Linked DNA regions of Macaca mulatta: region 1 is linked to region 2. The links are chromatin contacts, called in public Hi-C maps. All regions are on one chromosome and are shown on one strand. The core of a region is the stretch at or near the end of the contact, and the rest is flanking DNA. Distances in the headings are between cores, read along the strand shown. Region 1 holds the start of BMP6 (bone morphogenetic protein 6). Region 2 holds the start of TXNDC5 (thioredoxin domain containing 5).

Region 1 (3,893 bases), core at 1,191-3,690, 190 kb after region 2:
TGAGAAAACTCAAGGGGGTGGGAGGGGGGAGAAAGGGCGATGTGACTCGGTCCGGGTTTGCCACAGAACATTTGTGGCGGAGCTCGATTTAGCCGCCCTTGAATTTCCATTCTGTTGCCTGGCAACCGGTTCAGAGGAGCTCAGCGCCCAACCCCGGCCCCTACCCCGCACCCTTTCTCTGCCCGAGCAGCTTGGGCTGCATCGATCAAAGGTTCAGCCTTTGGGGACAATGGCCAAGGGCATGTGAGCGGGGGCACAGGATGGATTACCCGAGCTGAGCTTTCATCCCGCCCCAAATAGGAGCGAGCCCCGCCCGGGCGGGATCCGAGCGCCTTCTGCGGTGCTTTCGGGACTTTCCTCTGCAACCTCTCCCAGTGCCGTGGATACCTCTAAACATACTCATGCCAAGTTTTCAAAGTTCCCAACCGCTGTCGGATTCCCTAAAAGTCTCGGTGGGAAAACTGCACTCTGAGGTAAGGGGCAAAAGAAGTCAATTTAGAGGGAATAATCGTACTGAAGAGCCCTCTTACCAGGATGGCCACACTCAGGCTGGACTTTTCTGCTGCAGTTGAGTTAACCTGATCAGAGCTGGGCAAGAGTGAAAAAAAAAAAGCGCGGAACGTGCTCAGGGAGTCCGCAAAGACACGCCCGCGGGGACAGCGCTCCCGGAGTCCCGTGTCCCGGCCGGCCAGCCGCCTCTCGGGGCCTCGGCGTGCAGCCCTGCCCGCTGCGCGGGGGAGCGCATGTGCAGCCCACCGCCGCGCAGGTGGCGAGAGCACAGCCTGCCTGTCCCCGCGTCCTCTAGAGCTCCAGGCGGGACCCGCGCGCCGGGAGCTCCTCCACTCCCTCACTCCACCCCCTGGGCCCGGGACTGAAAAGGGGGAAATGTTCTCGTCATTAGGTTACCCCAAATCCTTACCCAGGTTCACAAAGCTCATGACCATGTCTGCGTCGTTGAGGAAGGCGCTGTCCTGCGCGCTGGTCAGTGGGGACGCGCCGCCGCTGCCAGGTCCGGGGGCCAGGAGGCTCTTGCGGTTGAGCGGGTGCGCGGCGCCCGGGGCCGGCTGCCGAGGCTGGGACGAGCTGGCTCCTTCGTGGGGCCAGGGCTGCTGCCTCTCCCCCTCCGACGCCCCGTCCTCCTCGTCGTCGGCGGACAGGGCGTTGTACAGATCCAGCATGAAGAGGGGCGCGGACTTCAGCTGCCCGGGAGGGGGCTCTCCGCGAGGCGGCTGCTGCTGCTGCTGCTGCTGCTGCGGGAGCGCCGGGGGCTGCGGCTGTTGGAGGCCGTGCAGGGGCCGGGGCCGGTGTGGGAGCCCCAGCACCGACAAGATCTCCTTCTGCATCTCCCGCTTCTCGTGCGTCTTGAGCCGCCGGTAGAGGAAGCCCGAGGAGGATTGCGGCGACGGCGGCGGCTGCTCCGTGCGGCCGGGGCTCCCGCCGTCCCCCAGCAGCTGGCCCCCGGCGGCGGCGGCCGCGGCAGCGGGCAGGGGCGGCCGCAGCGGCGGGGGCCCGCAGCAGCTGCACAACAGCCCCCACCACCAGCACAGCCACTGCGCCCTCCGCCCCAGCCCCGGCATCCCCGCCCGGCCGGGCTGCCCCCGCGGATCCCGCGAGGCGTGGAGCGGCGGAGCGAGGCTGGAGCACGGCCGCTGTGGCCCTTGGCGTGAGCAGCCCCCGCCACCTCTCGGCGGGCTCGCTTCCCCTTCCTGGCCCTCAGTCCTTATCTCTCATGGTCGTCCGGGGCGCCCCCAGTTGCCCAGGATAGAGGGGTGGCGAAGGGGCGATCACCGGGAGAACCTCTTGGAGGGGAGGAAGGGGAGCCCCACAGCCCCGCGCAGGTCTCTAGAGGCGCGCGGTACAGGCCAGGTGCGTCCGAGTCCGGGCTGCGCTGCAGTCTGCGCCCTGGCTCCTGGGCGGGTCGCGGCGCGGTCACTCTGGGCCTCGCTGGACGCTCACGTGCGCTGCCCCGCGCCCTCCCTGGCGGCTGAGTGGGACCCGGGGCGGCGGGGTAGCGGGGCGGCTCACGAGCTGCGGGAGATGCCCGGCATCACCGTGGCCACGCACGCCCCTCCCTGGATTGCAGGGCCACTGTGAAGTTTACCCCGGCGCAGGGCCCACGCTGCGGCGACAAGGCGTCCCCAAATGCCAGTCTATTCCGTGAGGTTTAACTTCGTTCTTGCTCACGAACTCCGCGCCCCTGAGCCCTCGGTCACCGTCGCTCCCCCTCAAAATCTCCGCGCGCCGCACGCCTCAAGTGGAGGCGGCGAGGATCTTGCTTTCCGTTCGGCGCTCGCCCGGCTGCCCAGCAAACCCGCTCGCAGAAGGGATGGGAAGGAAGGGGGCCAGTGCACCCAGCAGCAGCCGCGGCGGAGGCGCTGGAATTCGCAGTCTCCAGCTTCTCCACGCCGCGCTTCCCGCAGCGGCCAACGTGGGCTTTCTGCGGCGCGCCGCGCTCAGGTACCGCACTCCAGCCCCGGGACTCCCCGCCCCGCGGTAACCGACAGGCTAGCAGCCAATCGGGACCCGAAGCTCGCGGGCTATTTAAATAGCCCCGCCCCTTCTTTCACCCTCCCTCTCCCGAGAGGCGTCGCCTCCGCGGCGCGTAGGTTTCAAGACCCGGGAATTCTTGGAGGCAAGCGGAGAGCCGCGAGGTGTCAAAGGCTAAAAGGTCGTCGCTAGTAAGAATGATCTGACCAATACCCCCCGATCTGAAACTTTCTCTTTTACCATCGTTTAAAAGGCCTAAGTTGATGCTTTAACTAAATAAAAATAATAACAGCGATTAAATCACCATACTGCCAGAATTGAGGAAGAAAAGAAAAATGATAGCTTTTCCATCCCTTCCTTAGTTTCTCTTATTGATGTAATGTAGGCGTTTAGCGGACACGTGGCTTTCCACGGCAGCTGCTGGAAGTTGGGACACACCCTCTGGGAAGGCTACTCACAAACTGACCACAGAGAGGGCCACATGTAACCCAAGCCAGCGTCCTGAGGGTTTGGGGTCGCATGTGTTGACTTATCTGTTCATTTGGGCTTTGGTTTGGCTTCTTAAGCTACACCCAAGAGAAAGAGGGTGTATTCAGACAATATATTAGAAAAATCGTCCCCTGTCTTCTTGGAAATGACTCAGTGCTTCTCCAGCTTATCTATTAATGTTGCATTTTAATATTGAAATACAATGTGACTTATATGGTGCAAGATAAAACTTGAGGAGAGGTGATAAAGATAACTCCAGGAAGAGCAGGGGCTTGGCATGCACTCTGAATGGTCAGGACAATAGATAGGGTCCTGAAACACAGGTTGCTGCGGACTTTAGGCAAGATAACACCACCACCAACACCATTTGCCAGTGAGGACGCAAATTCATTTGCCTTTACCCGCCCAAGAACATCCAGCCGTCTATGGATCGTGGAAGCAAATTCACATAAAACATTAAGGTTTTTTACCTGGTGAAAATCGTGTGGCATAGAAAATAAAAACTGCAGTTTTCTGACTTGCCAGCCTTAGTCCAAATGGTCCTAGGCATTTGAGAGTGAAGTCAAATAGATTATAGACTGTGGGATTCATGAATTTATGACATCATAGGCTTTCTGCTGGTCCAAATCTTATAAGCATTCCTATCCTATTTCCAAGAATCTATTTCTTATGGGTAAAAGTCTTTACCTCCAACCACCCACTGAGTCCTTCTTTCTAGTTCTGTCTTGGCCCAGACACAAGTGGTCATTTAGAAGAGTCTTTATTTCTACAAATATCTGATAGCTATTAATTTCAGGCCACAAAACTGAGCACCCCTGAATGCCAGTCTTTAACCACCTCTACAGGGATTTCTTCCATCTGAAAAGATAATACGATACTTCGTCTGGGATGTCAGGATCCTCAGAATTCAAGAGCCC
Region 2 (3,744 bases), core at 547-3,046:
GAGTGATGTGAAAGAACGACAGGAACTGGCAGGGCAGAGGGTGCCATGCCCAGTAGCATCCATTTAAGGAGAGCTGAGGGTTTTGTAGGATTTGGAAGGAGCGATGGGGAACCAGGAAGGCTTTACTTCCTGGCGCTGAGGGACTCCAGGTGTGAAAGAATGAGGAGCCAACACTTGAGGGAGCTCCTAGAACTGTGTTTCAGTTAAAAACGAAAGACGTTGATGCTGTAAGAGTGTATGGCGATGCTTGTGGGAAGGGTTTGGGAGGTATGAGGTGTTGGAGAACACAGGGATTAGAATTTGGCAATAACAGTTATTGGAGAGAATCCCTGGATTTCTAGTGTTGAGTGAGTTTCACAGGGACACAAAGTATGATGCAACCACATCACGGAAGGCCTTGAATGGCTGCCCCAGGAATCAGTATTTCATCCCATAGGCCAAGGCCATGGGGACATTGGTGGTGTGTTGGTCCAAGTTTAAGCAGCAAACTGTCTTGGTCAAAGGCAGGCTTTAGGAAGATTAATTTTCCAGCCGTGTGAATGAAAGAGACTCTTAGAAAGCTATTGCAATAGGCCAGGCTTCAGATCTGTTCAGGGTATGAACACTGAGATTGCTGAAAGGAAGTCATGGTTACAAGAAATGCGGTTGGTTTGAATTTTGAGACACAGGGAAAAGAGCGAGCAATGCAAGATGCCTCCCATGTTTCAAGCTTAAGTAGCTGGGAGAACAGACTTAGGAGGGAGATTGATGGTTTTGGTGTTTGCCAACCCATGGTTAAAGGTTCACAAGTGGCTGGGCTTAAGGCAGGAGCAGATAATGACAGGTGAGACAGTGGGCGTGTCCCATTGCCAAGCCAGGAGTTAACTACCTGGGGCTTCCTGGATTGAGGATAATCAAAGAGCAGGCAGGATCCCGGAGAGCAACCCGGTGATTCTCCCTAATTTAGCCTCAGATCCCCTGGGTAGGGCTGGAACTTTCGATTACCATCTGCTATAAGGTGTGTGTGCTGGTGCGAGTTACGAGGCGCCGGGCAGGGATGCCTTCCGGCCATTCCACAAGGCTGAGCTCAGCCAGAGCAGGCGTACTGTCATTCATTTTAGTAACCTGGATAAATTAGGGCACAGTAGGACCCCAGCCAGTCCTGTTAGGTGCCTTCTTGTCTAGAAGAGGCCGCTTTGACGTTCTTTCCTCTTCATCCCCGAGTTAAGGCCGGGCAGGGGTAACCAGCAAGGGGTTCACTTGGTAAGCGGGTTTCATCACCCCTCTGAGCCCAGGTCAAGAATCACAGTTGAGCGCTGGCCAAGAATCTGACTCATTCAGGTGCAAACCGCACCGTCTTTTGCCCGATTTCCTACATTCTGCTGCTGACAGCAGCTCTGTCCTTCCTTTGGCCTGAAATCCCGGAGTGCTTGTGTGAGCTGTGATTAGCCGAGGCTGACCGGCCCCTCTGTGGCTTCCCGCTGGCCTCATCGTTACTTTGTGTGTTCACCGCCGCTCTGAGCGGAGCGGGCCACGGGGAAAGGGGTGAGGGCCTGGGTTGCGGAGGCGCAGGAGCCTCGCGGGATTGGGGCGAGCCGTCCCGTGGTGGGAAGCGCAGGAGGCCGGACTCGGAGAGCCCTCCCAGACTCGGTCCCTCGCTCCAGCCCTTCCCTCCCCGCGCGCGGACCCGGGCCTCGGGCGGGTAGCGAGCGCGCGCCGGCGCGGGCGGGCGGGGAGAGGAAGGGGCGCGGCCTCTCCGGGGCGGGGCGCAGGGCGGGCGCTGCGAGGGGACCGGCGGCCGCGGCGAGAGCGCGCCCAGCCCCGCCGCGATGCCCGCGCGCCCAGGACGCCTCCTCCCGCTGCTGGCCCGGCCGTCGGCCTTGACCGCGCTGCTGCTGCTGCTGCTGGGCCATGGCGGCGGCGGGGGCTGGGGCGCCCGGGCCCAGGAGGCGGCGGCGGCGGCGGACGGGTCCCCCGCGGCAGACGGCGGGGACGGGCAGGACCCGCACAGCAAGCACCTGTACACGGCCGACATGTTCACGCACGGGATCCAGAGCGCCGCGCACTTCGTCATGTTCTTCGCGCCCTGGTAACGCCGCGCAGGCCGGCGCCCTGCCCCGCACTTGCCGCTTCGGGGGGCGTGGGGCGCTTATGCCCGCGGGCGGGGGTTCCCGGGCCGGGGGCCACGTGGGCGCCGACGGCTCCGGTCAGCGGCGTGTGCGCTACGGGCGCGGGGCTCGGGGTTCAGGGCTGCGGGACGTGGGCACTGGGGGCGCGGGGATCCTGCGGGCTCGGGGCTCCGGCTGGGAGGGTGTGGGGCGCGGGCGCCGCGGCTCGGGGCCGGGAGCCGGAGACTGCAGGGGACCGAGGGCTTGGGGCTCCGGGTTGGGGGGCGTGAGCGCAGCGGGCCGGGCGCTCGCGGCTGACGTGGCGCTTGGCGGCCGGGGCGGTGCGGGAGGAGGGGGCGGTCCCCGAGGGGACAGCCGGGAAAAGCCCGCCCTGTGTCGCGCTCCTGAATTCAACCCCCTCTTGGACCTCGGCACCGAGGGAGGGGAATGTGGGGTCGTCGCCCTTTCGGGCAGCCGGGAGTCCAAATGTCACCCCGCGGTCCCTGCCCAGAGCCCCAAACTTCCTGTGCCGGCCGGACGCGCGGCCTGCCCGTGAGCCACGTGCGCTCACCGGAGCGGCCTTGCTGCTGCCGCGGCCACCGGGGTGGGCTGGGACACTTAGACGGCGGGCACGTCCCCTTCCAGAGGCTTTAATTGAAAAATAGAACTCAGGAAAGTGTCGCTTCCCACTTTGTGCGTGTTTTATGGGATAGGAAGGAGTGGTCCAGGCAGAGGAGGGTTGCCGAGCTACCCCGGAAAGACCAAGATAGTGCGAATTCTGGACCCGCCCCCCCCCCCCCCCCACCTCTCCGCAGCTCAGGGTGGGTGTGCTCTCTGACCGGAGCCCACTGGTCCTCAACTCCAGGCTGTCCTGTCACCTCCCCCCTGCTCTCTCGGGGCTAGGTCACTTGTTATGTGTAAGATCCGGAGAAGCCCCTCAGTTGAGCAGATGGTCCCTCCTGTTTTGGTTCTCTGGGCGGGGCTTTGGTGTGGGCCTCGCTGCTGACCTGAGAGACCCCTACCCTGGCACTCATCCCACGGAAGGGCTTCCTGTCATTCACACAAGCATGTGCACAGCTTTCCTGCCAGCGCTAGGATGCCCCGAGGAAGGGAAGTGATCACAGGCCAGGGCAGAAAAGCCATAATTTTAGGACACAAGACCTTTGAGAGGCTGGAATAGCCTGCAGGTGCTTGTTGCAGAACTTGGTATTCTTCACCAGAGCTAAGCAGAGGCTCACTTGGGAAAGGGATGTAGGAAGGCATAGAGACAAGGTACCCTAAGAAAAATGGCCAGTTCAGAAATTGTACATTTCAAACTTGGAGAAACGTTTTTCTCTTAACCCTGTATTCAGGCTGTTACTGTGTTTCAGTCCATTTGGAGTTAAATCAACTTTTTGGACCGGTGTGGGTTTATTAACAATTTACCTATGAAGTACATTGTGTTTCAAATTCCCAAGAACCAACTGACTCGAATTTTTAGAACTACCAGTGGTACAGAAATTACTTTGTAACATAAAACAATCAGGCAATATTAACAGTTTCTCTCTGTACAGGAGTATTCTCAGCAACTATTGCAATTAAATATACTACTTAATTGGAGCCCATTTCAGTGGAATAAATCTGTCCATGGGTTTTCTTTTTTCTTTCTTCATTATTT

What was found. Hi-C and Micro-C count contacts between places; a contact is called where the count stands out from the background.
Region 1: a contact with region 2 is called in a Hi-C map of fetal cortex germinal zone, with 2.0 times the contacts expected there. The contact joins the promoter of BMP6 here to the promoter of TXNDC5 in region 2. A contact is called at or near these places in 2 of 14 Hi-C or Micro-C datasets (fetal cortex germinal zone and liver).

What each region holds. Positions count from the first base shown.
Region 1 is chr4:175,459,052-175,462,944 of T2T-MMU8v2.0, forward strand. BMP6 (bone morphogenetic protein 6) reads right to left here and starts at 2,441. Exons shown (of 7, transcript XM_001085364.5): 1 at 920-2,441. The coding sequence starts at 1,577.
Region 2 is chr4:175,271,916-175,275,659 of T2T-MMU8v2.0, forward strand. It overlaps TXNDC5 (thioredoxin domain containing 5), which reads left to right and starts at 1,797. Exons shown (of 10, transcript XM_015135522.3): 1 at 1,797-2,068. The coding sequence starts at 1,809.